Regions from separate parts of the Triticum aestivum genome. Here region 1 is linked to region 2. Evidence: chromatin contacts called from public Hi-C data. All regions are on one chromosome and are shown on one strand. Each heading gives the region's core, a stretch centred on a gene start, on an enhancer-like site or on the middle of the called end of the contact. The rest is flanking DNA. Distances are from core to core; before and after follow the strand shown.

Region 1 (4,631 bases), core at 1,120-3,619, 480 kb after region 2:
GTGTTTTGTGTATACCTTGAGTTCCTTGCTATCCAGTTTGTATTGTGTTCTACCTTGAAGTATTGCCATCTTTTATGTCAAGGATGTCTTGGAATTTCACCGCCTCTTGAGAATTCTTGATAAAAGTGATACTTATCACCATCACCATTCTTTCTTGGTCCCCATGTTGATTCTAACCAGGATACCAAGAAGTGAACGGTGCTCCTTGGATTCTGTACTTCTAGCAACCCTATTGCTTTGAAGTTAATGGTTAACAGTTCATTGTTAGACTATTAGTTATTGAACGACCATTCTAACATTGATCATGCTAACTAAGCCCATATCTCGGGTGCACCTTTCAACCAATGTTTAATTGTGTATGTTTTTTCTCAAGCATACATCATTATATCATTTGATCTGACAAAAGTTATCTCCTTGTTCATATAATTGTGGAAATCCATCTTTTTGGAAAATCTCAATGAATTTTTGATGAGTCCATCAGCCACCTCCTCGTCCCCTCCTTGGTTTAATGATGAACTCTTTTGTGGAACTCGCTTCCATAGTTCATTTCCCGAGGATCTTACAATGTCATATCATCAATTTGTGTTGCACCTTTTCTTCTCGGGCATCATGAGCCTGAGGTATCCTAACACCGATCAGATCTGAATCTCGATCAGATATGATGGTTGAAACATATTTCCAAGAGTTATAACATTGGTCTTTATATGACCCGGTAAGGTGATGTCATGCCTAGCACACCTGGCCGAAGAACCTATTATTATAGTTTCCCTTTTAGCAAGGTTAACCATTCTTCCATGAGGAAAGTATAAGACTTATTCTATGAGTGTTCCCGATGGATCCTTTGTGTATGCAAAGTCTGACCTTTGCTTGAAGACCATGTCAATGCTATCCCGAAGCATGTCAATGGTACTACGATTTTTGATAAGAACATTTGAAGCACAATGCTAAAAAAATCTTTGTTAATTATCTGAACACCGTTGTATTGGTAATGCCATGAAATTTCTCTCCCCTTTCCTAAAGGGTTTTCTATGTTATATCTTGTCATGGATATCATGGTCTGCTTCTCCTTGGGAAGGATATACCCCTGAAATACGTGTTTAAACACATTTTCCTTTCCATTGTTCTGTTTAATTTGATAATCATATTATCCTTTCCATTGTTTGGTTTAAACTTTCTTGAGGTCTATATGATCTAAGCAGTAATATTCTCCTGCTTATGTAAACACCTCGGTGTACAGTTCTGTCAGTAAGACCCTGTTACTATTGTTGATGACATACCGATAACCACCGATGGACGAGAACTTGGCTTCATATGTGATTCATGAGGCACCTTCCTAGTGATCTGTTCCGGTATCAGATGCAATACTTAATCTTGATGCTTTGAACCCCTTCCACACTCTTTTTCAGGCATCGAACATTTCCCCGCCTGCTTGAAACTTCCCATGACCTCCTTACTTTGCTCTCGATATTTTCTTAAGTTTCATTTCGAGAGTTACTTTCTGCCACCTTCACCGATGTTATCGACCAGATAGACAACCTTGCAGAGGTTCGTTCTCCCAAAATACCCATCCTTTATTCTTGTGTAAGTACGATAGAGTTCCCAAAGAAAGGATGTCGACTTCGTCATGATGGCCTAAAACAGAGGAATGAAGACGTCAATGTAATGGATCGATCTCTTTGAGAAGACCCGTTAGAATTTCGTAACCAAATCCATTCCCCCTTACTCCCGCTCCTAAATCTCGGGACGAGATTTCTTGTAGTGGAGGAGATTTGTAACACCCTGATAATTAAATTAATCTACAGTAACCTCACCCTAATGTGCCAAGCCATCACAATTAATTTTCTAAACCTCACTTTGATCCAAACCTGATTCAAATTCAAATTTAAATTAAAGTCAAAATAATTAAAGTTTTCAAATGGCAAAACAAAAATGTGGGTTGGGTTGCAAATTTTCACTAACAATTTTTCATGAAAGGATCAACATTTTTCAGAATGATAAAATGCCCCTAAGCTATTTGTAACTGACCCATAAAGCTTTTAACTGAACCATCTCAATTTAAATAAATATGTAAACAAGTCAAAATTATTTTAACTTGTTGGCTAGCCCAAGATGTTGCCAAGGATTTATGTGTTACTTTGCACATTTAGTTAAAACTGTTTAGTACCTAAAACTAAATACAAGTTAGCAAACAAAAAATAAAGAAAACATAAACTACTGGGTGCTCTGGCCCATGTGGTTGGGGAGGCCCAGCCCAGCTGCCCTCTTCCCACCTCCTGTTCACACGAGGGCGTGGAGGCCATCCATGGCGCCCCGGCCAGGTGTCGGACATCCACGCCTCCTCCCTCTCCTACAAGACCCCCTGCCTCTCTTTCTCCCATCTTGGAACCCTAGATCTCTTCTCCCTTGCGCCACCATATCTCTCCCCTCGCCCTCCCTGCCCTGCCCGAGCACATCGAAGCCATGGCCACCGTTGTCTGCGTGCCCACCGTCGTCCCCATCGCCTAGGCCTGCGCCAGGAGCACCACCGGAGGCCGCCGCTTCTTCTTTGCCCACCAGGCCAAGCCGGAGAGCCCTCACGGTGCCGGATCCATCGCCTTCCACTCCGCCACGGCCGCCACACTTCATCGGTCGATCCGCTGACCTCGCCCACCTTCGGCCTCACCGAGACGCCTGCGACACTCTCTATGAGCCCCCGGTCCCTCGCGACCTCTCCCCTCTCTTCCTCGTGTCCCGTAGAGGCACGCCCGATCTAGTCTGATCTCCGCCGCCGCCAGGGTTCGTCGTCGGCGCCCCTGCCAACCGCCACAACATCTGTTGCCCTATTGCAGCCGCCCACTGCGGCCTGCCGTGCTGCCCGACTCAGCCTCGCGCCCCCTCCTGACCAAGCCCACCTCCGCCTCACGCCCACGGCCACGACCAACGGCGCCCGACCACGCTCCCTGCACGCCATGCCTACTACTTTGTCGCTGCTGCTGTTGCCTGCTTCCTACTGCTACTTCTTGCTACTGTTGCCGTTGTTGGCTGCTCCTCATGCGGCTGCCACTGCTATCTATTGCTTTTGCTAGCTGCTGAGCTGCTAGTCTGCTCCTTTCCCTGCCTGTTGCTGCTGCCTTGCGGCTCGACTGCTATTTTAACTGATGCTGCTGCGGCGCCCAGCCGCACTCGCCGCTGCTTGCCGGCCCACGGCCTTCTACGCGTGCTTGTTGTGCTGCACTTCGGCCATAGCCGGCCAGACATGCGTGCACACAAAGCATCCGGCGCTCCTACGCATGCCTTGCATGCTCATGTGCGTGCTTGCAGCCTGCCAACATCGATTTGTTTAGTGTTAGGTAAACTTGGTTGGCCCAATGACATGTACCTCACTTTAATTCTACACTAGTTTAATTTTTGTGCCAATGACAAGTGGGCCACCACCTCTAGTTTTGACCAGTCATTTTGACTGTGTTGACCAGCCCCCTGGGTCCCGTTGTCATACACATGGGCTAGGTAGCACTATGTAACAAAAGTATTTTATTGTCTTATTTTTGAATTAAAATAAATTCATAAAATGATTAAAACTTTAGAAAATCATATAAAATAAACCGTAGCTTAGATCGAAATAATTTATATATGAAAGTTGCTCAGAAAAATATGAAGAATCCGAAATGCCACGAACATGCAACCATCCCCCTTCTGTTCGTCTGTCCGAAAATGCCGAATATCAGGAATACTTTCCCGGATGTTTCCCTCCTTCGCCGGTATCACCTATCCCTGCGTTAGATCATCCCTGGCACCGCGTATTGCCTTGTTATATTTTGCGATGCCTTGTTTGCTCCGTATTTACTGTTTCTTCCCCCTCTTCTCTGGTAGACCCTGAGACCGGTGCTGATGCCACTGAGTACGACTATATCAACGATGACCCGTCTTTCCTTGCCAGAGCAACCCGGCAATCCCCCCTTTGATCAACCATATATCGCCCACTCTCTTCTCCCTTATTCTTGCATTAGGTTTGCTACTGTTATTGATTTCAATGCTCCTATTCTATTGCATAGCTTGTCATTGTTGTGAAAATGCCTAGGAGCTCTCGGCGACTCCCCCCACTGTAATCCATCCCATCCACCGGCATTGGTATTCGCACTCACTATATTAGCTCCGCCGTATTCACATCATTTAACGTGTACTATTCATTTCTAAAGTACGGTATATAAACTGAACAGTGCAATGCGCTTTCTCCTTTGTCCAGGCAATTTCACATCATCTTGTCCTTCTCCCCACTCGCCCGCCAACTCCCAACCACCCATCTGGATTTAATGCTCACGCTTCACAATCTCCTGCAACGGCTCAATCCAAAGCTACAACGGTCATCGACTCAATCCAAAGCTACAACGGTCATCTCCCTCCTCTCGTCAGATATAAAATGCTTGCAGCTAGCAGCTTCCTCACTACTCCATATCATACCGTCAAGAACATTTCATACCACCCATTCAGAACAGCTTCCTCCCTTGTACATGGTTCTCATTGCCATGTCTAGCTCAACCCATCCCATGTCAAGCTCCAGCTCCCCCCTTGTTTCTCTTGAGGAGCAGCCACCACTTCCACTCATGATCTGCCCTTTCTGCAACAATGGTATGGTTTAGTGGTGGGTCTCTCGC
Region 2 (4,711 bases), core at 1,860-4,359:
ACAGGGCATCTATACTATCAACTCAAAAGCAAACGGATTGGATTTCAACATGAAGTACAGCAATATTTAACAAATTACCACAGACAAAAAAACAATAAAAGCTTGTAGCAAGACTAGTATCAATTTCTTCCAAACTAAAAAGGGGTTCCCTATCAAACAGATGATACATTAATGGCTGTAGGAGAGAGAGAGAGAGAGAGAGAGAGAGAGTATAGCTCAATAAATGAGCCTAAAACTTCGAGGCCCTTCCCAGTGCTCCACCTTGTACCGGGGCAAAGGCTCCCCAAGTATGCAAAAAATCTGTTGTGGCAAGGTAATTAAGAGGAGAGAGGAGTTTGATGAGCCCACAAAGAAACGATGCTAGGGGCGCGCACCTAGATGAAAACACAATTTACAGTCTACAACTCATTAAATGAAGAGAGCTTAGCAACAAGAAACAAAGCACCTATGCATTGGAGAGTTTAGTTGCTATAAGCCCTTTCATGCACTTAGCACCTCATCTAAAGTACCTATGCACTGCAAGAGGTCTCACCAACTCCGCATAAGCCCTAGGGTCTAATCCAGTAATAATTTCAACCCTAATCCTGAATTACGACTGTATTCTAAACTGCAGGTAAGCTCTTATAATCCGCCACCATCTCCTCCCTCCTGCTTCACCACCACCTACAAATGTTTCAGCCTCTGGCATCACTGCCTCCTACCTGAGCTTCTCCTCCACCCTCTCGCATTCATCATTATTCCCCAGTTCCTCTTATTCTCATCCACCTTCTGCTCCCTTCAGCTTCCGAGCCACCGCCACCCCAAGCCCCGTTCTTCCTCTTACCATGCCCCTGCTTCTCTACTTACCCATGCGTCTCTGCTCCTCTTTATATTCCGCTTCTTCTCCAACCCTGGCTTGATTCCTCTATGAAGATTCGGCATTTTATCCATTGAGCACTCAAATGTTTTATTAGTGATGGGCTTCTTCTAGTTTTGCAGAAATGGCAAGTTGTCCCCTGCTCCGATGGACAAACACGTTATCTTTCAAAAAGAAAAACACAATCGCTACAACCAACAAATGTTCTCTTCATGCCACTCAAACCAAAAGGCACACACCCAGTTAGACAACCGATGAATAAACACCAATATTGATTCACAGCTACTCCAAATTATATCATCACTAAAGTAGAGGTCTACAAACTTGACCAAAAGTTTCAAATGGGAAAATGATCCAGAGCTAGTCTGAATAGAACATCAACTAAAATAAGCACATGCCTATAAATGGTAAATGACCCCTTTGGGCAGCAATGATTTAAAGACAACCCTAAATTAAAGCTATTTACAACAGGAGTGCCTTCAGCTAAAGGCATCCAACAAATCCAAAAAATCTATCCAACTCCTAACAGTTAACCAGTAGCACAAATGACTCTCCAAACCTTCTATCTGACATAAATAGCTTGATGACTACTACAATGTTACAGGAATATCAAACTTGATATTCAAAAGTCCACTTCAAACAGAATAGAGGATGTGTGCCTCCAATGAAGTCAGAAGGTTAAGTATTAACTATTATTAAAAGTTACCCAAGGAGGAATTTAATTTACAGACTACAAAAATATCCCTTTATTACAAAATTGACCAAGGCGCAACTATGATTCACTTACAGCATCTACAATGCTAGACGCCTGGACAGACACTTAGGGGGAATAAATAAATATCATAAACTTTAAAACGCACCGCCTTACCTTTCAACGGCAGACGCTGATTTATATGCGCTAATTACGCAACTAGGCACTTCGTGCGGAAAAGAAACGAGCCAAGCGCTTGGTGCATGCTTTTGCGTCGATGCTACTTAGAACACCAGGATTTAACAGAGCACAACCACTAAACAGGCAGGAAATCAATCCTAGCACCAGCCTCTAGCACCTGGCGTTGTAGATGCCATTATACTCTGAATTAAATGTTACAACAGAAGAAGTACGCATACGACAAAATCCCACCCAAATCAGTACAAAATCATACATGTCATCTAAGAAACAATGGGTTCTAACTAACAACCAACAAAACATGATGTTCCAGTAGCAGTGTAACAAATCTGCCAATTCTACTCACCAAAAAGTCAAAAACTAGGTTGACAATTAACTACAGCGTAGCAACTGTACAAATTAGATGAACAATCCACTATTCAAACAAAAAGCAAATGAATCTAACACGTGCCCTCTATTATTTGACTAAACAGATGATGAACTAATAAAAACTGAAGAAGCAAGAGCAACTAATGGTGGGGGTAAACAATGTACCTCCAAACCCCTATGTCGAGTGCTAGAAATCAATTAGCAAGAGGAAAGTTAATATACGGCAGCACAAATAAAGATCGTGTACCCTCTTCCATTCATTGCTACCACTAGCATGGCATAGCCTGCTTCTGTTTGCTCGATCTACCAGGATAGGGTATTTATCGCCCCGTCTTAAATCAGGAAATCCCATGGAAATTTTTCCAAATTCCATAAACGTCCCTTGGAAGCCGTCGCTAGATTTGGCGAATCCCCCGTACCCTGATCCCCATTCCGTTTCGAGATTCGGCAAACTCACATCGCACAGTTAATGTCCGAATTAGGCAGCAGCCCATGCCCCGCCTGCCTAACTTGGAGAGAGATGGGAGGAAAAAAAGGCTCGTCCCACCCACGCGCATCCATCCCATCCTAGGGTTTCGTCATTCGACCGCCGCCCCGTTCAATTCGTATCGAAACCGCGTGACGGCGGGTCCTAGGGTTCGTAGCAGGCAAGCAGGAAGAGTCGTGAGTTGGCGGGGATCTCCGTACCAGGCGATCGTTGTCGGCGTCGGCGTCGGCGGTGGAGGGCAGATCCGTCTCTGTTTGACTAGGGTTCCCTTCCACCCTCTCCTGTATGCCCCCGCCTCCCTCCTCGATGCGTATGCGTGCGTGTTCTTCTCCAAGAAAAGAATTCTTTTCCTTTTTGGTTTGGTGGCCTCGGACTCGGCCCCTCTCTCGCCTCACGAGCGGTCTGTGTGCAGGTGACGAGACTACTAGAGCTTTCGCTTCCTTTCTTTCTTCTCGACGAGAGAGAGAGAGGAGAGAGGGGGTGGGTGTGAGGTCCAGATGTGAGGGAAGAGGCGATGGGTGGAGGCTTATTTATAACCCACCGGGGGCCAGGCCCAACAGCCTCCGGCTACGCGGACCAAACCGTATAGCCCCAACCACGTTATATGCCCCTGCCTTGTGGAACCCGGCTGTGGGTCCGCTTGCTGCGTAACCCGATGAAAGGGGTGGTGGGCCCGGGTCGCGCGTGGGGGTGTGCGTTCGCTCGCATCTCGGGCGGATGCAGTCGCATCGCAGGCACCAGGTTGGAACCGAACTCGTCCGTTCTCTTCGACTAGCTGGAGTAACTTTGGCACTAACATTAAGTTCAACTTAACAAATTTGTTTATGGGCAATACGTTAATGAAGAGAGGTGTACTTTGAATAATTTAGCTAGTTACTATAACATCACATGTCCTAATGCAATATGAGTCTATGACCTAATAAATAAGGCTTTGCATTTTACCATACTTATATTACTACTCACTATGAAGGTAGTAATATAGTCCAGGGAAATGTGTATGTTAGTATGTTACTCTTCATTGTGGCTAGTCTTCTCACTCATCTCACGCCAACTTAAGACCGCATTTAGTCCGCCTCTGTTCATTTGGCTCGAGACAAATAAATAACATGGCCCAATGCGTGAATTGAATGTAAAATCTGCCCGGCGCTTGTCCATTTGGACTTATTTCTGACCCAAATTTAGGTTGATTTTGTTCAAGCGGACACTCGACGGACGAGCGCTTGTCCTCTCGGTGTTTGACCTCAGTCCCGCGTGGCAACCGACTAACCACCTTCCACCCCAAACTCGTGGATGGGGCCCACATGTCCGCCCTCACGCGTCCTTTTAATGTCTACCCCATGGACCGATTAGTGCACTTCCACACACTTCTTTGCCCTCACGCGTCTGACAAGACCTAGACTGGGCCACCGGCCATGATGGGGATATGGAAGTGGATCCCGGGGGCGTCCATCAAGCACGACGTTCAAGCCGGCTCTTATTCTGCCCCATCAGGATCGAGGAGCACCGGCGGGTTCTCTATCTCGCCGCCCATCGTCGCGCCGCGGTAGAGGCCATACGTGAAGGTGGAGGTGTGCCAACGCCACGGGGACACGGCCACCTAGCTCCCATGGCCCGACACGCATGTGCCAAATGGGTGGCATCTCAGCCTTGATCGGGTGTCTGTGGCGGCCATCCCGACGAGCGGCCGTGCCCGTCCACTTGAGATCAACCGCCGACGAGCGCAGCTGCATCCAGACCTTCTTCATGACCCCAAGTTCACCGTCAAGTCCCCGATGTGGGTCACGTGGTTCCGGGACAAGCATGACGTGCAGCGGCAAACTTTCTTTGGCGCCCGTGCTCCGAGCCCACCGAGGCCACAGGTACGCGCTCGCCGTCCCGCCGCCGCCACCGGCCCTAAGCGCCCAAGAGTGGGAGCTCATGAAGAAGGTGCTCGAGGATTCAGTCCGCGAGTACGAACACATCCAGTGGAAGGGCCTCGACGTGTAGCACGCCTTGTCGGCCGCAGGCGATGTGGTCGTCCCAAAGCCAGAGGGCGGCGGCGTGCTGGAGCCGATGGCGGTGATTGATATGTCTCCGTCGTAACTATAACTTTTTATTGTTTCATGCCAAT

The links. Hi-C and Micro-C count contacts between places; a contact is called where the count stands out from the background.
Region 1: a contact with region 2 is called in a Hi-C map of leaf, with 4 times the contacts expected there. The contact joins the promoter of LOC123043344 here to the promoter of LOC123043324 in region 2. A contact is called at or near these places in 2 of 5 Hi-C or Micro-C datasets (both in leaf).

What each region holds. Positions count from the first base shown.
Region 1 is chr1A:210,794,723-210,799,353 of IWGSC CS RefSeq v2.1, forward strand. It overlaps LOC123043344, which reads left to right and starts at 2,370. Exons shown (of 11, transcript XM_044465765.1): 1 at 2,370-4,631.
Region 2 is chr1A:210,317,050-210,321,760 of IWGSC CS RefSeq v2.1, forward strand. LOC123043324 reads right to left here and starts at 3,110. Exons shown (of 12, transcript XR_006419148.1): 1 at 2,802-3,110.